Linked DNA regions of Mus musculus: all the other regions are linked to region 1. The links are chromatin contacts, called in public promoter capture Hi-C maps. All regions are on one chromosome and are shown on one strand. Each heading gives the region's core, a stretch centred on a gene start, on an enhancer-like site or on the middle of the called end of the contact. The rest is flanking DNA. Distances are from core to core; before and after follow the strand shown. Region 1 holds the start of Elovl1 (elongation of very long chain fatty acids (FEN1/Elo2, SUR4/Elo3, yeast)-like 1). Region 2 holds the start of Mast2 (microtubule associated serine/threonine kinase 2). Region 3 holds the start of Btbd19 (BTB (POZ) domain containing 19). Region 4 holds the start of Rps8 (ribosomal protein S8). Region 5 holds the start of Kif2c (kinesin family member 2C). Region 6 holds the start of Armh1 (armadillo-like helical domain containing 1).

Region 1 (3,458 bases), core at 619-3,118:
CTCAGAACTTCAGAGTCAGGTGTGGCCTTAGAGCTGTTTGAATACACATGAAAGCCATCAGGACCTTGGTAAGTATTGGTTAACTCAATAAACACTACTCTCAAGAGAAATATAAAGATGTACTGTTCTCTCCGGGTCTTAGTTTCTCCTTTCCTTCCATTGTCCTATGTATTTTTAACAGCAAGTCAGAAAACATGTACGGTTAACTGCATGACAGATAATAGGTCCAATTGGAGTTAAGAGATATGACTAAAATATGAACTTTTCCTGCTGAAAGGATCGTGGAGTTGGGAAAGGTGCAGAAAATACATTAGTCAGAAGCAGGAGTGGTTTACAGAGTGGAGATCTGACTGCATCTCACGATGATGAAGGCTTGAGAGTCAGAGGCAGCCCCATAGATGGATATGTTTGTATGTAAATTTGTGCACATTCATCTAACAAGTCTTAATCACACATGCAAAACACCATCCCGAACGCTCCACTGGGAGCTTTTGGATCCACCACAGATGTTCACTGGAGAGAAAGCTGCTGACATTTGATGGCTGGAGTTCAGGCTATGGCTTGAGAATGACATTTCAGGGACATGGGGGTCTAGTATACAATGATACAGAAGCTGGGTTTGGAAGTAAATTCTCTGCTGGTTGTTTTTTTTTTTTTTTTTTTTTTTTTTTTGGTCAAGAGTAGGTGCTAACAGGTAAACAGGTAATCTAAAGAATGCTGAAAACTATACTCTGGCCTTCATCTCTTATCAATGCCTAGGTAACCAAATCCACCAATTATGAACCTATTATCCTTCCTAGCCACTGCCTCTTCTAAATTCCTCAACTCTCTGCCTACTTACATCATCCAGTTGTCCAAGCTGTAATTGAGTCTTTATAGGAAAGACAGATTTCATGCCATGCAATAGTTGGACTATCTGGTGCTGGGGTGGGTGGGTGGTGGTACTGAATTGACATCTAACTCCTCCCCCACCCCTACCCCTGCAACGTTGTCTGGCTTTCCCAACCCCATCTGTTACCTCTTCAGACCAGCTGTTTTCCTCTCACCTGGTCTCTCTAGTACCTTGTACCTGGGTTATAAGTTATGTTAGTGTGGGGAGCAGAGCTTAATGTGGTTTCGCTCACTGTAGATGGCCAGTAAATGTCTGACAGATGAGATGAGCTGCCTCAAAATTCTTGTTTTCTTCTGCTTCTAGAATAAGTCAGGCAGCCTCATTTGGCCTCCAAGATCTACTACATTGAACCACAGCCAATTTCACTTGCTACCCCCACCCCCACCCCCTTTCACTACCTTGAAGGCCAGTTTAGACAGTGATTCACAGTTCTTGCCTGGGGCCACTTGTATTCTCCCATCTCCGTTCCAGGAAATCCTCTCTGTGCCTCCTAAAGCTAGGACTCATCCAAGTTTATAGGCTCTGAGAAGCATGGTGGTGGCCGACTGCTGCCTCCCGCTAAAGCCTCCCGCCACCCCAATCAGCCCTTAGTAGGCACAGCTGGCCCTCCTCTTCCAGGAAAAGCCTTGAGGGAACGGTTGAACCCTGGAAATTTCCCGTAATCATAAGCCGCGACTGTCACAAAGCAGACAGGAGATGAGTGGGTCCTCATGCTGGACTGGACAGAGGACCACGAATGGGGCCATGCAGGCTGAACCTCAAGAAGAAGCTGGGTGCGGGCCAAGCCATAGTCATCGGCGGGACAGGCTGAGAGATGCGAAGGAAGGGGTGGAGAGCTGGGGCTGGGTGTGCTTCCTGCCCCGGGATCTGGCGACCCGCCCCTGCTCCCGCCCTGGCGGCCAGGCAGGCGCTGGACGGCCCCTCCTGCCTCGGCCAGCCGCCCAATCAGCAGGCGCCCCCCGCCCGGCCCGCCCCCTCCCCCTCTGGTGACAGAAAGTCGGCCCAGCAGATGAGGAAGTGGCCGGCAGGCGGCCCTGGGGACTTCTCTCCGGCCCTGATCCCTTTGAACCCTTCACTGCTGCCCGCCTGGTTTCCACTGGTGAGTGTGTACCTTCCATGGCTCCCCACGTGCCAGCGCCCCCTGCCTGGCTGGCCAGGCTAGCCCTGCCCTGCCTGCCTTGCCCTGCCCTGCCCAGGCTGTGGGCGAGGCTGTTCCTGGGGCGAGTGGGTGGGAGGTCCCAGGCACTGGGGCTGGGCCTGCCCACAGGATCCCTCCCCGGCACCTTGGCCCCTGACCCCCATTTGCTCACACCTAGTTCTTTTTCAGCACCTCCTGGCCTTCCACCCTTTGCCCACTCCTCTCTTTTCCCTTCCTGCCCCATGCCGGTGCCCTTTTTCTTTTCCATCCATCTTAAGGGAACTGGCTCTGTTTCACTGCGGGAGGGGGGTGGTGCGCACCCGGGTTTCCCTCAAACTTAGGGAGAGATCCTCAGAAGTCTGGACTCCCTCTTGCCCTCTGGGTCACTGTGTATCTCCCGGTGTTAAGTGGTGGTGAAGGGCGAGTGAATTGGAGGAGGTGGTTGAGGGAGGAGATAAGGAACTGGCAAGCTCACGTGTGTCAGAGCACATGCCTAAGTGCTAGGCCCCACTCCAACATAAGCCACCAACCAAAGTCTAACTGTAGGAAGAAATGAGTGTCACTCACCAGAGAGCTGTGTGTGCAGAAGGGAGGTGTGGGTGAAGATGTACCCATGCCTGGTCAGCTGTATGTCCCGCGGTTAATGCAATCCCTGACAGGTGTGAAGTTTAGGAGCCTGGCATGTCCGAGTCCAGTAGGGAGGCCTGTTTGGGTGATGTGGTCAACAAGATATGCCTGGACTGTGTGTGGATGTATGCTGGCTAGCTCCTGGCGCGGTATGCATGTCTCTGGGGGTGGTTGAGAGCGGTGTGATGAAGGTACATATTACTGTGTGAGAGCGTGGATGTGGATGGTAGAACTCAAGCCCCAAGGCTGGAGATTGATGGAGAGCAGCTGGAGCACTCCGCTTGTTGGGCAATTGCCGGAGTCCTCTGGGACAAAGTCCTAGGCTCTCCTGGGTCTAGGCTAAATTTTTGTATCCCTATAAACTTTCCCTTGGCATTCCTTCCAACTTTGAGGAGGAGGGGACCTAGCCCATGAGGCTCCCTCCCAGAAGAGGGAAAGATTCCTGAGACCTCCCCCACTCTCCCACCTCCTCACATACCACTGGTGTCCTCACCCCTCCCTGGTAGGGAAGGGTGATGCCCATTCTAAAGTAGGACAAACTAAGAATTCATGGCTGGTTTGGGAGAGAATGCTGGGTGTGGATTTTTTAGCAGTTCTGGCTTTGGCCAGACGTCCTGGCCAGAAGTTTCTGGAGAACCTACAAACTTATCTGGCTGGTCAGAGGTGGTGAGGCTGGGGCTCACTTGGCTTTCTCAATTCTGGTGGGTCCTGCTCCTCTAGGCATTGACCTGTGGCCTGGACCCACCCTCCACCCCATGCCCAACGTAGCGGGGGCGGGAGGAGGGCGGGGCTGCTACAAGA
Region 2 (3,458 bases), core at 269-2,768, 2.0 Mb before region 1:
ACCAAAAGAATCAAGTGGGGAGACAAAAAGCGGAAAATTTTAAAACCATAGGCTAACAGAGTGTAATTCAAAGCAATGATGCATAGGAACATTTACTTTATATGAGGAGCAAGATAGGAGACCTGGAACTTCAAAGCCTCAAAGATGGGGTCTCAACTGGGGTCTGAAGCAAAGCTGTACAAAAGCAATGCTGTCAGGGGAGTTCATTACTACAGAACATTCTTTCTAAAAATCCAACGAGATTACGTATCTTACAAAGTCCCTGTCAATATCGTTTCACTGAACTTCCTTCAGCTGTGAGTAGCAAGTTTATCCTAATATTGGCGACCTTTATTCCCTACTCATAAATACACCTACTATTGTCTACTAAATTACACATCCTGTACATTCGAGAATCCCATGAGTACTTTTACATTTTATCTCTTTTCCCATTAAGGGTAAACTAGAAAGCAGAGCCTTCATCTACAGATTCTCTGTCCACAGCACCGGCCTTGAGACTGGACACATTCAGGCACTTTTTATAGTGGTTTTAAAGTGGTAGATAGTTACTGAGGAGAACGTTAACGATTCTGAATACTTGCTTATAAAAGTATAATGGCCACCAAATGAGAATGCTTGCAAATGCCCCGTTTTTATAACTGTGGGGATAAACTCTAAGACCAGTCAACACTATCAAACTGGCATTTCTCCCTTAAAACTATTCACGCCTCTAGATAACTCCATTTAGTAAACCTACTCTTTGCTGCTCATTCACCCTGCCCACATTCCAGCACCCATTCTCTCCATCCAGAGCCCCAGGCTACCCCCCAAGACCATTTTATTCATTCCTCAGACCCGCCCTACCCCACGTCCAACTGCAACCCCAGGCCCCCACCTTCATTTCTCCACTCCCCTTTCCTCAGCCTCGTCAGACCTCCCACTCCTCCTAACCGACTCAGTAGTCCCCACCCTCACCACCGCAGCCCGATCCTCCCGCGAGGACCCCTCCCCCACGGCGCCCACCCTCGCTGGCGGACCCCAGCCCACCTTACCTGCTCCCTGCTGTCGTGCCCCAAAGGCCCGCTCCGCTCCTCCAGTAGCTGCCTCCCGGGCGGCGCTCGCCGGCGCGGGGGCAAAGACTGCGGCTGGGGCAACTCGGCCGTCCGCGGAGCCGCATCCTCCCGGCGGGCGGGTGGCGGCTGCGGCCGCTCGCGGCAGCGGCTCCGCTTCATCTCCGCGTCTGGGCCCCGCGGGCGTTAGCACCGCGACTGCGCCGGCCTGGCTCGGCCCCGGGCCGCAGCGCTGCCGCGGCAAACCCGGTCCGCGGCCAACATGGCCCGGCGGGCACTTGAAGCCACCCGCACCCGGCCCGCGGTTTCCCCGCGCTTCCTGTGGGCTGAGGCGCCGAGACCTTCCCGGCGCGCCTCACGGAGGCAGCATAGCCGCCGCCGCCGCGCCCTCCGCCGCCCGGCACACGCTCGGCCGGCCACCCGCCGCCGCCGCGGGCTCCGCCGCCAGCCGCCGGCCCGCCAGCCCGCCCGGCCCGCCCCTCGCGCGCGTGCACGGCAAGCCCGCCTGCCGCCCACAGAGCGCGGCCAGCCGTGCACGCGCTGGCGAACGGTCGCGAAGACCCGCCCGCGGCCGCGCCGCGCGCTCTGAAGCGGAAGGGGGCGGGGCTCCCGGCGCGCCCGCGTCGGCTGCAGGACGCCCTTTGATTCTTCCATTCATCCCTTTGGTACACACTGCCTGCCGGACTGAACGCTGTCCAGACTGGGAAAAGACTTCCAACGGGAGGGGGGACACCAACACTCTATTTACCAGCAGATGCTCACCTAGTTCTCCCCTACGCTTCAGAGACTAGTTAGCTCATCCTCATGTTAGAAATAAGGAGACTGAGATGTAGGGAAACGAGCCCAGTCACAGACATATCAATATGTCCCAATAAACCCTCCCATTAGTTGAGGGTTCCCATTCTTGTCGCTCTGTCTTGTTTACACTGCCTTTGACAGTTCCACACAGTGTGACAGTGTGTAAAGTCCTGTAAAAGAAGTGATGTATTCCTTAGGGGTGCGAGACTAAAAAGGCTTTGGAAGATCTGGGCTTCCCACTGACAATGAAGTCATCCTGTAGACACGGTCCAGCCTGCTGCGGCCTGGGCAGCCTGACCTGCCCCTTCCAATGACTCATCTGCTTTAACAACACGTGGCAGACAGCTCAGCCATGCCTGGCCTCCTTCTGGCTTCAGCTAGTCTGCCACAACGCTGTTTTTCCTCTTTTGACCTAACCAGAGTTCATTCCCAGAAGCTTTTCCTGCCTGTTTCATTCATGTATCTTTAGCCTCCTCCCTGAACCCTTTCTGAGCAGTAATAATGACTAATACGATGGAGCCTACTGATTTCAGACACTGCATTCAATTCACATACACATAATGAGGTCATTGCAGTGTTCATTGTACAGTGGAGGGAACGGGGTGAGTTATAGTGCAAAGAGAACTCAAACGAAGGCCTGTGAGGTACCAGAACACACACACATAAGCAGTGTGTGGGACAACCCATGAAGCTATCTTCTACGTTCCCTGTCCCAGGTCCTCCCCATGCATCCAGTTGACTCGGTAGAAACAGAAAGCCATCCTTGGTTCCTTCCTTCTTCTCATCTCTCATATCTAATAATGAACAAGGCCTGTTGGTCTGTAAACTCGATATCTTTCCAATCTGCCTTCTCCTTTCATCCCATTTGTACTAACTTACCCAGCTCCGCCTTCCCTCACCTGTTTAAGTGGGAAATTCTCCCAACTAGTTCCCCTGCATCAAGTCTTATTCTCTTAGGATCCATCTTCCCAAAGACTCTCATAAAAATCTCTGTAATACTGTCTTTGCTTAGACTAGTAAAATAAAGCTCAAGATGAAGTATACACTTTCTTCTTTTTCTTTGTTTTTTGTTTGTTTTTGTTTTTGTTTTTGGTGACAGGGTTTCTCTCTGTAGTCCTGGAACTCACTCTGTAGACCAGGCTGGCCTTGAACTCTGAAATCCACCTGCCTCTGCCTCCCAAGTGCTGGGATTAAAAGTGTGCACCACCACCGCCCAGTCAAGTGTACACTTTCTAAGGCAAGGCCACCATCCAAAATCCATTCTCTGCCTGCCTCTTTTTTTCTATTAGCCCATGCTGTTGCCACTATTGCCACTATTTATAGTTATCTCTGCTACATGATAGGGCCAGCACACTCTTGCTTACGAAGAACAGAAACACATGCTGAATCTGGAGTGGCCACATAGGAGAAGATTAAAATTCCTTTTTTCTGGGGGCTAGAATCTTTTTTTTTTTAAAGTGGTTTTTGTTTTGGGGCTTGGAATGTAGTTCAGTTGGTAGAGTGTTTGCTCAGCATACACACAGTCCTGAGTTTGATCCCAAAACTACATAAACAGAGTGTGTCAAGGGAATTCAAGAGAAACACTAGTCCTGCTCAAAACAAAATGAAACA
Region 3 (3,458 bases), core at 714-3,213, 1.3 Mb before region 1:
AAGGGAGACAAGATGGCTTGCCTGAGACACTCACCTCTCGAAGTTCCTCCAGCCCATATTCCACAGCTGTTGTCAGCACCTCCAGCACCTGCGGGGGGGGGGGGGGGGCGAGGAGGGAGAGGGGAGTGGCTGAGGGAGCAGAAGGGAGTTTCCCCCACCCCTCAACCCACAGCATAATGGGCATCCTTCTGACTCGGGCATCCTCATCTTCTCTCCCACCCAGACCTCTGCTTGGTAGGCTCACAGAGTGTTGGTGCAGCTTGACACTGTTGGTGTATAGGAACTCCAGCACAGCTAAGAAGGCTTCGGCAGGCACAGTGCTTAGCACCACAGGACTAGGTACCCCAGGGCCCAAAAGTCTCTGGAAGAAGTTACATCTACAGGCCAACAAGCACCGGTGGGCAAATACCTCTTGCCGTTCTTGACCAACCACAAAGCAAATATCACTGTGGAAGAGAGGGAGGGCCAGGGGAGGGGATCTCAGACCTAGATCACACTGTTGGCTTTACCTCTGTCACACTAGGGCTTCTTTTTGTGTGAGGTCAAAGCCTACATCTGGAAGACACAAGCCTGTGCTCTAGTCTCAGTTCCACTCGGTGACTTTATATCTTTGACTCTAAGACTTTTCAGCCATGATGGCAGGTCTCAAGGGAGTGGACTATGCTTGGTTCACAGGGGGCGGGGGGATGGGGGGGTAGGGGGATAGCAGAGCTCATGCAAGCCAGGTTGATGTCTCCCCAGTCTGAATCTTGGGGGAGAGGACACTCCTCTTGGGACGCCTTCACCAAATGCCAACTCAGCATTTTTACCCTTCTTCCTGTGGGAGGGTGTGAGGATGTGGGGTACAGAGCACACTGACTGCAGACAGACATGACAGTGATCACCATCATGAGGTGAGACCACATTTTCCATCTTCATAATCACTTCCGGCCCCAGCCTCTGTGTTAAGTAGGGGTAGGAGGCAGCAGCGAGCGCTTCAGCTTCCAAAGCCTCCTGCCTAAGGCTCCACTCTTCAGGCCAGACTGTGGCACCCTGTCCTCAAAAAACCGAGAATTATGGCAGTCTTAACCCTGGGGAGCAGGGCAGCCTCTGAGAGTCTGGGGATGGGAAACAGAGTTCTTGTCTCCCATGACCAGCCCTGCCCCCAGTGAACTCTATTCCTGGTTTCAGACAGCACTAGTCTCTTGGGCAAGCAGTGGGTGGTCGGAAACCTTGAACTACTTCCTGTCTGGGTCTCCGGCTCGATCCTTTGGGCTTCGTTCCTCTTATGAATCGCTAGAGCCATCCATACCTCTGTCTCTTCAAGATAAGACGTTCCAGTGCTCAGTCGAAAGCCCAATGGGGGTGAATCAAATCATAACCCATCTTTCAGGGCCGAGGGGGTGGAGGAGAAGCCAGAGAACTCAGGCATTGCCTGAGTTCACACAGCTGCCCTCCCTTCTATCTGCCACTACCCCCGCCTCTGACTCTCAGGGTAGTGTGGCCACAGACAAGTAAATTTCCTCTATAGCTGACTTCCTCACAGACTGAGTTCCCCAGGGAGGCCAAGTGTTCTTTCCCGGGCTTCCTTGCCCTTAGCCTCCTCAAATTCACAGGCCAGCTAGGGAAAACCCCCCAGGGGGCCACTGCCTCACCTGTACTGGGGGTTGTTGATGAGGCTTCGAAGTGCTGTGGAAAAGGGTGCAGCCTGCCCACGTACCACCAGTCCTGGGTTCTCCATAAGTGCAGTGGGCAGTAGGTTAAAGGGTGGAACAGTCTAGAAGGCCTAGCCAGGCCAAGAAAGACCTGAGAGGGAGGGCAGGAGCTGGAGGCCTGTTTGCCGAGGAGCTAAAATATAGGAGCAGAAAGGCCCAGGTCCTTAAAGAAGGCCTGAGGTTCAGGAAAGGGATGCAGATGCAGACAGGACCCAGAGAAGAAGCTGGGGCTAGAAAGGCCTATGATCCCGGGAGAGGCTGGTGGTGGATGAGGCCCAGGTTGGGAATCTGCCCAGGCAGCAGCTGGGTGGGAAGCCTGTGGGTTTCCATAGAAACTGGAGCTGAGCCTGAGGAGGCCCCGCCCATCTCCCTATACGCCCAGGGGGGGAAAAAAATCAGCAGTAGAAGGGCCCTAAGATGAGTCTGAGGGCCCTAGTGCTGGCTGGCTCCCCGCCTACACTGAGTTCAGAATCCAAGGCCTCTGCTTTTCTAATCCCTTCCCACGGCTGCATTTTAGAAACACCCGAGACATCACCCCATCAGGGAAAATTCTCAAACCTAAGTGTGGTTTTCAAGGCTCAGACTTAGCTTGCCTGGGAGGGGGCAGCCCCACACCTCCCAGAGCAGGGGAGGTGAGGTGTCAGTTCTAACAGGAGTAGCGCAGCCTCTGGCAGCCCCGAAAAGCAATCCCCCTAAGGAAAGAGGTGCTGCCTACAGGTCCCAGACACGTGAGTAGGTCAGCAAAGGTTAAGAAACCGGACTTAGAATCACTGAGTCATGGCCATGCCAGGCCTGGGTCCTTCCCGCTGAACCAATAGGCCTCCCTTCAGCACATAGCTCTGAACTAAGGAAGTCATCCAAGCCCCACCCTGCCCTGAAGCGGAAATGTTTGTCCTTGTTGAGGCTGCTGGGGAGAATGCTGAACCATGACGTGCTCTTTCCTGTGAGCCCAGATACTAAATTCCTAAGAAGCTGCCCCCGCAATCTCAAGGTTTTAGCATATCCCAGCCCCCCCCCCCCCCCGTGACTTATTCACAGATGGCCAGGCCAGATCCAGTGGCCCCCTGGTGGGTTTTCCTCTCGTGGACCTGTGAATTAGAGGAGGCTAGCTAAGGGTGAAGAGGCAGGGAGAGATTCATATGAAATAGTGGCTCTGAAACTAGGACCTTTCTGAACAGTGCACCTCTCTCGGCACCGGCTCCCTTAGCCTGTGATGCCCTAGAACTCCAAGCCCCCGTGGACCCTCTCTCCCTGGTAACTCAGAGCGCCCCTCCTTTCTGCAGGTGCCCATAGCAGGAACACTTAGGTTATTCCAGAGTTTGGCCAGGGGAAGGATTTCTGGGAGGGAGAGGTGTGCTTGCCACAGCCCCATGGTAACTGCACAACACAAGCCTTCCTCGCCCACAGGCCTGTCAGGCCAGCTCAGTGAAGACTGTGGGGCCAGCAGAGCTTGGAGGCCAAAGGCTGCAGGTGAGTCAGATGCCTGCGGGAGTTTCAGGGGAAGAGGGCATCCGTCTCATAGGTGATTCCGAAGGAGTTAGAGACCCAAGCAGGACGATGGAAGTTGCTTCTCCCCATGTCTCCCACCTCCAGATGCAGCCGGTGGAGAGGGAGAAAAGTCCCACCGTACACAGAGCAGGGAAGATGATTAAGTTCTCTACCTCTGAGGCTACAGAGAGCTGTGGGAGTGATGGAGTCGGGTCTGTCCCTTCTGGCTATTGAAGAAACCCAGAAACCAGCTTCATGTCCCCATTCTGCTGATGA
Region 4 (3,458 bases), core at 587-3,086, 1.3 Mb before region 1:
CACCTAGAAGCTTGCCCTGCTGGAACTGCTCCTCCAGGAGGCTGCTGATTTTGGCATTCTTTTTCCTTTCATCGTATTTCTTTTGAATTTTCTTTGATCGTTTTTTGTTTAAAATCTCTTCCTCCTCAGGAGTCTGAATGAAAAGAATATGAATTGATTTGTCACCAGGAAAGTCACAAGCCTCCTTGAACCCCCCCCCCCCAAGTCGCCATGCTTGCCTTCTTCAGCACTAAAGTGTTCATCTCATTCCTTCAGTAGCAGAACTGGACAGTATTTTCATCACAAGAAGGCAGCACCCATCCCACCCCCAGCCAATCAACCCCTTACAGGAAGACAACGCACCAGCTTGGCCCCCTTCTTGCGGCCCAGGGGCAGTGCATAGTGGGACTCGTACCACTGTCGGTACGGCGTGCTGTCAATAAGCACGATGCAGTTCTTCACCAGGGTCTTGGTGCGGACAAGCTCGTTGTTGGATGCATTGTAGACAACATCAATGATCCTTGTTTTGCGAGTACAACCTGCATACAAAGAGAGATTCACAATCAGGGGCTGGGGCAGTTAATGTTTTTTTATTACTGAAATCTTTTTTTAACATTCTCTAGAAAGCACCTCTCATTGCAGGAGTTAAGAGATCAGAATATGGCAAAGAATTCTCCAACTACCTCAGGATCTTTCAGCAAGAACAAATTCAAATACTTCAACACCTACTTACACTCAGAGCCCCAGGAAAAGTTCCCCACATCCAATCTCAGGGCACGGTACTTCTTATTGCCTCCTCGAACTCGGACTGTGTGTATGCGGCGAGGGCCAATCTAGAGAACACAAGAAGGCCAGAACATGTGTCATCAAAACGAGTGGGGACTGGGAGAGGAACCCGAACCAGACGGAGGTAACAGTCAGTGTAACTATGACAAGTCCTTGCATTGGCAAGTGGTGTACAGGTGGCCAAGACGGCCATAACCACGCCTAAGGATACGTTTTCATCACCCTAGTTACCTCCAGAAAAAGCCAGACCCCCCCTAACACAGGAAGAACCCCAGTAAGGAACACACCAAGCTTGCAGCTCTCCCACTCCTAGGCTCCAGTAGACCCTAAGCTTGGAGATTAGGGTGCACAGACCCTGCACGTGGACACACTTCCATGTCCAGTCGCCAGCACCGAGAAACCTGAGCCTTACAAAGGTGATCACAGCCACTCGTGTTCCCCAGCAAACACGCTCTAGCGCAGGGGAAGGCAGCCTCTCCCAGTCGTCCTCCCCCCGACCCCCGCACGCACCTTCGTGTTGGCAGCGGGCCGTCCCAGCTCATACTTTCGCTTCTTGTGGTAGGGTTTTCGCTTACCCCCGGTCTTGCGGCGCTTGTGCCAGTTGTCCCGAGAGATGCCTGTGTGTGGGAGCGAGGACGCAAGCCTGAGCAACCGGGCCTCGCCGCCGGCCAATCAGCCCGCTCCCGAGCCCCGCGCTGCGCGGGCTGCCCGCACGCTCAGCTCTCCAAGGTTGGCTTCCCCACGACGCAGTCGGGAGTGTGCAGCATACCCAGGTGTCATCATCCGCGTGCGGCCCGGCCCGCGGCAGCCATGTTGGCCCGCTCGCAGCCCGGAGCCCCGGAGGCGGCCGCAGCGATCTCCACAGCCCTAGCCCACCGCAGGCCCTTGCCACGGCTGCCCGTGGCCCATGGTCGGGCCGAGCATGCGTCGGGAGGCAGGATGGAGACGGATGGAGCTCGCTCCCCCGCGGCCCGACCCGGCCCGCAGCAACACTCACCCATCGCTCGGCGCTGGCTGGAAAGAGGAAGCGCAAAGCTTCACGGTCCGGTTTCTAAAACTCAGCCCCGCCTTCTTTACGTCTCTTCCGGTTGCCGGGAAGGACCTGGGGCCGCGGCGAGCCTGGGACGCTGGCACAGGGGAGGGTCCTGCGGCGTGCGAACTCACGCGGACCCCGCCTCAAATCCCTTGACCTTGGGCGGTCTGGAGGGCGGGCTCCTTAAGCTGAGCTATAGGGCACACTTGCCTGCCTGTTGTGCTTACATTTTGTCCTTTAAATTTTTTTTTTTTTTTTTTTTTTTAAACCGGGCGTGGTGGCGCACGCCTTTAATCCCAGCACTCGGGAGACAGAGGCAGGCGAATTTCTGAGTTTGAGGCCAACCTGGTCTACAAAGTGAGTTCTAGGACAGCCAGGGCTATACAGAGAAACCCTTGTAAACTTGTAAAACCAAAAAAGAAAAAAGAGTAAAGGGCCCTAATTGGAAAAGTGAAGTAGTAGAAGCTCCAACGCTCTGTTCACAGGGGGACTTGACCCTGTATATGAACACACAAAATTCATGTGTATCTCTTACATGGCAGCAATTAGCAATCAAAAAGGAAATTAAAAACAGTTTTAGTTCTGGAAAGATTGGTACTGCAAACTGTGCTCAGGGTCTCTTCAAAAGCATCAAGTGCTTAGGTCGACTCACAGTTCCTGAAATTCCAATTCCAAAGTATCTGACAATCTGGTCTGGCCCAGTGGGTCAAACCTGAAATCCAGCACTGAGACAGAGAATTATCACCAGTTGAGGGCTAGCCTGAGCTAAAGAATGAGCTACTGCTCAGTGGGAGGAACAAGCGGCCGGCTGAGGAGAAACTGAGGCACTAGACACCCCTCCAAGTGAAATCAAAGCAGAGGACAGTGGGGCTCCGGCGTCAGACAAGATGAGAGCTCAGTCAGTACATTTTATTTCTTAAACTTAAACGTCGCCTTGAATGTCAGTGAACGTCTACTTTTAAAGGGACCTCTCACCTGACCGATTTCTTTTTGAATTTTAAACTTTAACTTCAAATGTTTTAAATTTTGATTCTGAGGTTTTTACTGCGTGTATCCGATTTTTTTTTTTTAAAGATTTATTTATTTAGTATATGTAAGTACACTGTAGCTGTCTTGAGACACTCCAGAAGAGGGCATCAGATTTCGTTACGGATGTTTGTGAGCCACCATGTGGTTGCTGGGATTTGAACTCCGGACCTTTGGAAGAGCAGTCGGCCCTCTTAACCACTGAGCCATCTCGCCAGCCCCCCCCCCCCCCACGATTTTACAGTTTTGAAGCGATTTTTTTGTTGTGTTTGTTTTTTTGGGGTTTTTTGTTTGTTTGTTTGTTTTGTTTTGTTTTTTTGAGACAGGGTTTCTCTGAATAGCCCTGGCTGTCCTGGAACTCACTTTGTAGACCAGGCTGGCCTCGAACTCAGAAATCTACCTGCCTCTGCCTCCCGAGTGCTGGATTAAAGGCGTGCACCACCACCGCCTGGCTTGAAGAGATTTTTAATTTTGTTTTAATATCATTTAATCATTTTAATATCATTTAAAAGTGTTCTTGAGCCAGGCCTGAAGGCACAAGCTTGTGATTTGCCTTCCAAGTGCTGGGATTAAAGCTGCATTACCACCCAGCTTTGTTTTTGTTTTTTTGAGGGTCTTACATGCTCACAGTAGC
Region 5 (3,458 bases), core at 387-2,886, 1.2 Mb before region 1:
GCCTCCCGAGTGCTGAGATTAAAGGCGTGCGCCACCACGCCCGGCTTTGTTTTGTTTTTCAAGACAGGGTTTCTCTGTATAGCCCTGGCTGTCCTGAAACTTACTTTGTAGACCAGGCTGGCCTCGAACTCAGAAATCCGCCTGCCTCTGCCTCCCGAGTGCTGGGATTAAAGGCATGAGCCACCATGCCCGGCTCCGGAAGGGAAAATTTAATTCTCTTTTAAAAAATACAAACAGCCAGGCAGTGGTGGCCCTTGCCTTTAATCCCAATACATCAGGGATAGAGGCCTGAGGAGTTCTGTGAGTGAGGACAGCCTGGTCTACAACGTGAGTTCCAGGACAGACAGGGCTACACAGAGAAACCCTGTTGTCAAAGTGTAATTCCACTTCCAGAGGATTTCACAAAACACCAATGAACATAAAATAAAATAATAAATTTAAAAAGCAACAAACAAACAAAACACCAAAGAACTAGGCCTGTGATGGTGCATGCCTTTAATCCTAGCACTTGCAAAGTACAGTAGGTGGATCTCTGTGAGTTCGAGGTCAGCCTGATCTACAAAGCAAGTCCAGGTCCAAGGCCCTGTTACAGAGAAACTGTCTCAAAAAATAAAACAAAACACAAATGCTAGTTAGTAATTCTAGTGGGGTTCACCCTTAGACCATTCCACAGTGGAAGTGAACAGGGAATGGGCCTTAAACCCCAGCTCCATAGGATAAAATTGCATCACCGCTCCAACAGAATGAAGATTCATTTGAGCAAGTAAGTTACTACATTCCTTGGAGGAGCTATTCCTGAACACATCAGTAAAGAGCTGGACCGCTGGAGTTCCCTGGTCCATTTTTGGCAGTGGTTGGCTAGTCCATGAATGACCCGTTATTAGACCTGTAGAAATTGCTTAATAAAGACAGATGGTTGAGCCGGGCAGTGGTGGTGCAACGCCTTTAATCCCAGCCCTTGGGAGGCAGAGGCAGGGGATTTGTGAGTTCGAGGCCTGGTCTACAGGAGTTCCAGGACTACACAGAGAAACCCTTCCTTGAAAAACCAAAACAAACGCCAAAAAAAAAAAAAAAAAAAAAAAAAAGCCGGGCGTGGTAGTGCATGACCTTTAATCCCAGCACTCAGGAGGCCGAGGAAGCCGCGGGTCCAACAAAGCAAAACAGGTTCAGAGGAAATGCATCCAATCGCTATAACCTAGCTAGGCGCACCAATAACCGCAGACGTGCTCCGCCCACACTCAGAAAGCAGGCAAGGGACCCACAACCAAAGTAGCGTTTTCCTCCTGTGTAGGGGACACCGACTGCCAGTGTAGTGACATGGACCCCCTCAGTGTGGAATAAGGGAAAGTATCCCAAAGCTTTGCCACACGGAGATTCAGATAACCATCTTGGCAGTCTCACCGCTCTTGGGTCGTCCCCTTGGCCTCAAGACCCTGCCCTCACCATTGCTGCGTTGAATGTTGATGGAGAGACCAGGAAACAGGCGTGCGTGAAGCGACTCCATGGACTCAGGAACAACAACAGGCAACACAAATGAAAGAAGCTTGGAAACCACGACTCTGCTAATACTGCGCTGTGTTAACAACGCCTAAACCGCTGCAGTTTAAATCCCGCGCGCCAGCCTCCCTACAACGTCACCAGTGCGACGCACCGCAGAGCAATGTGGGATATGTAGTCTTGGTCTCCGACTTCCGGCGCGTGGCCGGGCTCCCGAGCTCTGAGACTGATGGGAAGGGTTTTTGGTTGGTTGGTTGGTTGTTTGGTTTTTTCGTTTGTTTGTTTTGTTTTGTTTTTCTAGCTCTTGCTGTCCTGGAACTCACTCTGTAAACCAGGCTGGCCTCGAACTCAGAAATCCGCTTGCCTCTGCCTCCCGAGTGCTGGGATTAAAGGCGTGCGCCACCACGCCCAGCTGATGGGAAGGTTTTATGGCTTCTGGCCTTACCCTCCCGCTACCAGGTCGAACTTCTGCCTTTATGTAAGACTAGGAAACTTATGTATAATGTTTCAGTGAGGGCCTTGTGATTCTACAGACAGGGGTTCAAATCCTGGTTTCTTGATGATTGCTTTCTCTTTGAAATGTATACAATATTTCGAAGACACCAATTAAAAATAGTCACATGCTAGTGCTAGACATAGTGCTAGATTGGGATAGTGGAATAAACAAGACGAATGGTTCCTGTCCGTGAAACTTTTTTTTTTTTTTTTTTCCTATTAGGAACACGGGGGAAGTCATACGGTGGTGACTCGAGCCTTTAATCCTACCACTAGAGAGAGGCAAATTTGACTTCGAAGTCAGTCTGGTCTACAGCCTGAGTTCCAGAATAGCCAAGATTACACAGGGAAACCCTTTCTAGAAAAACAAAACAAAACAGAACACAAGAGAAGCGGGGTATGGTAGATCATGCCTATAATCCTAGCTCCCTGTAGATGAAGAAAAGAGAATAATTTCAAAGCCAACCTTAGCTAAGCAGCATGTTTGAGGCCAGAGTGGGCTGTGTGAAACTGTCTCAAACAAACAAACAAACAAACAAAAAAAGATGCTGGCAATGAAAAGCAGCCTACAATGCCTAAATGCTGGAATTAGCATGAATCACCATACCTGATTTTTGTCATTATTTATAATGTCTTTTTGTTTCGTAGTACTAGGTATTAACTCCAGGACTTTGTGCATGTGCCACTACTGTCCGGCTTCTAGGGGAACGTTCTTACACTGAACCACATCATTACTGCCCCAGTATGCAGACCTATGCAGACCAAGAACCCCCACCGCCCCGCGGAGGATATGTATAGTGTAAATGGTGTCTAGCCCTTGGTCTATCCAACCTTGACAAGCCTGAAGACCTGAGTTTGATCTTCTGGACCTACATGGTAGGAGAATGAACTCCCCAAAGCCTCCACAAATGTGCCATGGCATGCACCACATACACACACACACATACTAAATAAACAAGTTAAATGTAGTTACATTAAAAACAAGAATAGTGCCAGGCTTGGTGGCACATGCCTTTAATCCCAGCACTCGGGAGGCAGAGGCAGGCAGATTTCTGAGTTCGAGGCCAGCCTGGTCTACAAAGTGAGTTCCAGGACAGCCAGGGCTATACAGAGAAACCCTGTCTCGAAAAACAAAACAAAACAAAAAACCCAAACCAAAACAAATACTCTTTGTTAGGGCTGGCGAGATAGGTCAGTGGTTAAGAGCGCTGACTACTCTTCCGAAGGTCCCGAGTTCAAATCTAATGAAATCTGATGCCCTCTTCTGGAGTGTCTGAAGACAACTACAGTGTACTTACATATAATAAATAAATAAATCTTAAAAAAAACAACAACCAAGAATAGCAACAGTGGAAGGAAGGACAGGGTATTGAGATGGCTCAGAGGGTAAAAGCCCTTGCTGCTGTGCTTGAGCCTGGAACACACAGGATGGAAAGAGAGAGCTAACCCCTGAAGGCTGTCATCCC
Region 6 (3,458 bases), core at 293-2,792, 1.2 Mb before region 1:
CTGATTTGGCCAAAGTGACTGGCCAGCAAGTCTCTGGGATATGCCTGATTCTGCCTCCTCGGTTCTGGGAAAGCTGTGTGCCCCCCCACACCCCCCCCGCAGCTTTTTAAAAAAAGATTTATTTATTTATCATATCTAAGCGCACTGTAGCTGTCTTCAGACACCTCAGAAGAGGGCATCAGATCTCATTACAGATGGTTGTGAGCCACCATGTGGTTGCTGGGATTTGAATTCAGGACCTTCAAAAGAGCAGTCAGTGCTCTTAACCACTGAGTAATCTCTCCAGCCCCCCCCCCCCGCCCCCGAAGCCTTTATGTGTGTCCTGGGGGTCTAAGTTGGTTCCTCACACTAGCTCAGCCATCTCCCCAGTTACTCCTCAGCAGTGTAAAGTGAGAGTCCCCACGGTTGGGGGCCATATGCTTTCACATACCCAATTCCCCTGTGATTTTATCTTTTATCTCTTTGCTGGATCTCTCTCATCTGAACAAAAGCCTGTACCTCCTAGCGGTTGCCAGCGAATGACAAAATAACTTGCCTTGCAAGTGTTCCATCCCCCCTCTTTCTTTTAAGACAAGTCTCATGTAGCATAGGCTAGCCTGGAACTTGTTATGTAGCTGAGGATGGCTTGAAGCATTTAGACTCCTGGCTGGGATTCCAGGGACATACCACTATGCTGTCACCTCCCACTCACTCTCAAGCCACTGACTCTTTTGTTCACTGGAATGGCACTTGCAAAGGTTGCTAACAACTTCTTTGTAAATCCAGTGCCATCTTTGAGGTTTTATTTACCGTATTAATCATCAGCCCTCAATACTTTCCTCCTGGTTTCTGTCTCCTACACACCATACCCACTCATTCCCATCACCCAAATAGCTTCTTTTTCTGTTTATGTATGTATGCATGTATGTGTTTATTTATTTATTTTGGACAGGGTGTCTCTGTGTAGCCCTGGCTGTCCTGGAGATAGATCAGGATGGTCTCAAACTCACAGAGTTCAACTCCTCACAGCTGGAATTAAATGCATGCGCCATTATGCCCAGCTCAGAAAATATTTACTAAATGTAAGAAAGCTGTACTCCTGTACTCGTCTAAACTACTTGGACTCACACATGAAAGGCCATGTCTTATTACCCGAAGACCCCTTTCCAGTCAGGCAACCAGTCTCAACCCACAGGTTTAGAAGGACCCGTTGGCACGCGCCGCCTAACACTGTTTTGTTCGTTTTTTCTGCCTCCAGCCTGGGAACTGCTGCTGGCGATGGAGGTAGATGTAGTTAGAGGTGCAAGTTCAAGTTTTCTACCAAGTACCAGAAGACAAAGTTCTGAGATGCCCTCTGCAGACCCGTAATACTTCATTCAACTCTCCCACCGACTCTTACCTTCACAGGAGGGTGCGGTCGCTCCGAGAGCGCTGCCCCACTGACCAATACTTGATCCAAGATCAAGAGAGTCAGCCAATTGCTGGGGCCCAAAGACAGTAGGGGCGGGGCGCGGTTGCTAGGGCCGGGCTAGTGGGTGCCGCCCGAGGCGCGAAGCGACTCCCTGGTTGCTAGGCAGGGAGGTCACAGAGTGCGGCTCGGGGATTGGACAGCGCTGGGCGTGGGCGGGGAGGGGCGTGGCCCGGCGGCGTCCCGGCCCCGCCGAGGTGAAACTGCGGGAGTTCCGGCGGGAGGCCTGTGCTGAAGACCCGCACCTTCACCATGGCCTCGGCCGAGCTGGATTACAGCATCGAGATCCCGGATCAGCCCTGCTGGAGCCAGAGTATGGAGGGGGATTGGGAAGGTGACCTAACAGCGATGCCCCGCCCACCCTGCGGCCCGCCCTCCCTCGGCCCGCCCCCTTCGGGGGTCCCGCAGGGCTGGCTAGAGCTTGCGGGGCGCTCCCAGCCCCGCCCCCCGTGCCCCGCCCCCAGTCGACTGAGGGTCTTTCTGTTCCACAACAGGTTCTCAAGGTTCTGCTTCCCTTTGTAGCTGGAGGCCCTTCAAGGTTCATTCTAATTCTTTTGTTTTGGATTCTCGCTCCTCATTTGCAAGTGTGACTAGGCCCATCCTTCATTTTTGCAGAGGTTTGGATTCCTGGGGGAGCCTCTGGTCCTCAGAAAAGCCAAGGGACTCAGCAAGCCTAGTCCTGCCCTTCTCAGCTCACCCTGGCAGTGGTTAACAGAATGGTCGGTTAGGCCGGGTGGAATTCTGTTGAAATCCTATCCCTTTAGTAATTGGATGACCTTCGGCAAACTTTCAACTTTGAATTTTAGTTTTCCTGGAGCAAAGCTGAGGAAAAATTGCTGGTTGCACAACTGAGATTATTTGTGTAAAGGACTTGGCATGAATCCTGATGGAAGTAAGCTTAGTAGTTGGCATTTAAACTTAACGTGTGTGTGTGTGTGTGTGTGTGTGTGTGTTTAACCCTCCTAAGGCCATATCATTAAAAAAAGATGTGTGGGAGGCCTCCTAAGATTAGTAGCTTGTAAAGTAGTGTAAGTTGTTGGACCAGAGAATGGAAGGTTGTCCCTTTTGGAAACTGGGGCAGAGGAGGCTTGGAGTACAGGTCGGCCAATGCTGCTCTTTGGTGTTTCCAGTCCACTGCCCCGCACTTGTCCAGCTCATCATAAAGTTTAGCTAGGGGGTGCTTCCTTCAAAAGCCTCCCCAGAGCCAGGTGGTGGTGGCGCACACCTTTAATCCCAGCACTTGGGAGACAGAAGCAGGCGGTTTTCTGAGTTCGAGGCCAGCATGGTCTACAGAGTGAGTTCCAGTACAGCCAGGACTACACAGAGAAACCCTGTCTCAAAAAACCAAAAAACCAAAACCAAAAACAAAAAAAGTCTCCCCAGGCCTCCCTTCCTATGCCCTCCTGTCCCACTGTGTGTTTCTTGCTTGGAATCTATCTAGGATGGGGCAGGGGCCTCTCATCTCCTAAAGCACGAAGGAAGGACTGCCACTATCTGTTTCTCCCTAGAGGTGGATCGTTGGGCTTATAGATGTGAAAGGACTTTTGAAGAATTTTTGACAATAGCATTAGATGAAGTCAGTTACTATTTCTGTCTTGGCAGAACCATCAGCTGCAAAGGGCTGGTTCTCCATTCTGCAAGGCCAGGAGGGTAGGGACTCTCTCTCTCCCCACGTGGGTAGAGACAGTCTTATTTATTTAGGCAGGACTGGGGGATTGAACGCAGGGCCTCATGCGTGCTAAGGCAAGTGCTTTACCACTGTGTCATACTCAGCCCGCATTAACTTTGATTGCATATTTATTTATTTGTGTGTGTGCATGCACACCGTAGTGTATGTGCACAGGTCAGAGGACAGTTGGTAGCAGTTGGTTCTCTTTTCCTTCTGGGTGGGCTGGAGCGCTAGCTCAGGTCCTGTGCTTTGTCAGTAAGTGCTTCTCCCTGCTGAGCCGACTCACCAGCTCAGCCTTCCTTTTATGACAGTTGTCTTGACTGGCCTTGAACTTACTCTGTA

What was found. Promoter capture Hi-C pulls out the DNA fragments that hold promoters and counts their contacts.
Region 2: a contact with region 1 is called in a promoter capture Hi-C map of pre-B cells, with 4 times the contacts expected there. The contact joins the promoter of Mast2 here to the promoter of Elovl1 in region 1.
Region 3: a promoter capture Hi-C map of liver shows a contact between it and region 1, with 4 times the contacts expected there. The contact joins the promoter of Btbd19 here to the promoter of Elovl1 in region 1. A contact is called at or near these places in 3 of 39 promoter capture datasets (hippocampal neurons, liver and pre-B cells) and 1 of 9 other capture datasets (adipose tissue).
Region 4: a contact with region 1 is called in a promoter capture Hi-C map of the HPC-7 cell line. The contact joins the promoter of Rps8 here to the promoter of Elovl1 in region 1. A contact is called at or near these places in 3 of 39 promoter capture datasets (the HPC-7 cell line, embryonic stem cells and pre-B cells).
Region 5: a promoter capture Hi-C map of pre-B cells shows a contact between it and region 1, with 2.4 times the contacts expected there. The contact joins the promoter of Kif2c here to the promoter of Elovl1 in region 1. A contact is called at or near these places in 2 of 39 promoter capture datasets (liver and pre-B cells).
Region 6: a promoter capture Hi-C map of pre-B cells shows a contact between it and region 1. The contact joins the promoter of Armh1 here to the promoter of Elovl1 in region 1. A contact is called at or near these places in 3 of 39 promoter capture datasets (hippocampal neurons, liver and pre-B cells) and 1 of 115 datasets of contacts at active chromatin or transcription factors (large pre-B cells).

What each region holds. Positions count from the first base shown.
Region 1 is chr4:118,426,225-118,429,682 of GRCm38.p6, forward strand. It overlaps Elovl1 (elongation of very long chain fatty acids (FEN1/Elo2, SUR4/Elo3, yeast)-like 1), which reads left to right and starts at 1,869. Exons shown (of 8, transcript NM_019422.3): 1 at 1,869-1,991.
Region 2 is chr4:116,462,705-116,466,162 of GRCm38.p6, forward strand. It overlaps Mast2 (microtubule associated serine/threonine kinase 2), which reads right to left and starts at 1,519. Exons shown (of 30, transcript NM_001369061.1): 1 at 1,032-1,519. The coding sequence starts at 1,211.
Region 3 is chr4:117,123,695-117,127,152 of GRCm38.p6, forward strand. Btbd19 (BTB (POZ) domain containing 19) reads right to left here and starts at 1,964. Exons shown (of 8, transcript NM_001384196.1): 1 at 1,635-1,964; 2 at 245-446; 3 at 35-88. The coding sequence starts at 1,720. It overlaps Tctex1d4 (Tctex1 domain containing 4), which reads left to right and starts at 3,119. Exons shown (of 4, transcript NM_175030.2): 1 at 3,119-3,164; 2 at 3,288-3,394.
Region 4 is chr4:117,154,296-117,157,753 of GRCm38.p6, forward strand. Rps8 (ribosomal protein S8) reads right to left here and starts at 1,837. Exons shown (of 6, transcript NM_009098.2): 1 at 1,763-1,837; 2 at 1,276-1,382; 3 at 713-812; 4 at 343-518; 5 at 4-133. The coding sequence starts at 1,766. Snord55 (small nucleolar RNA, C/D box 55) reads right to left here and starts at 1,553; the gene lies at 1,476-1,553. LOC115490046 (a small nucleolar RNA gene) reads right to left here and starts at 994; the gene lies at 891-994. Snord38a (small nucleolar RNA, C/D box 38A) reads right to left here and starts at 279; the gene lies at 221-279.
Region 5 is chr4:117,180,988-117,184,445 of GRCm38.p6, forward strand. It overlaps Kif2c (kinesin family member 2C), which reads right to left and starts at 1,637. Exons shown (of 20, transcript NM_134471.4): 1 at 1,444-1,637. The coding sequence starts at 1,504.
Region 6 is chr4:117,250,375-117,253,832 of GRCm38.p6, forward strand. Armh1 (armadillo-like helical domain containing 1) reads right to left here and starts at 1,543. Exons shown (of 13, transcript NM_001145637.1): 1 at 1,379-1,543. Tmem53 (transmembrane protein 53) reads left to right here and starts at 1,577. Exons shown (of 3, transcript NM_026837.3): 1 at 1,577-1,760. The coding sequence starts at 1,700.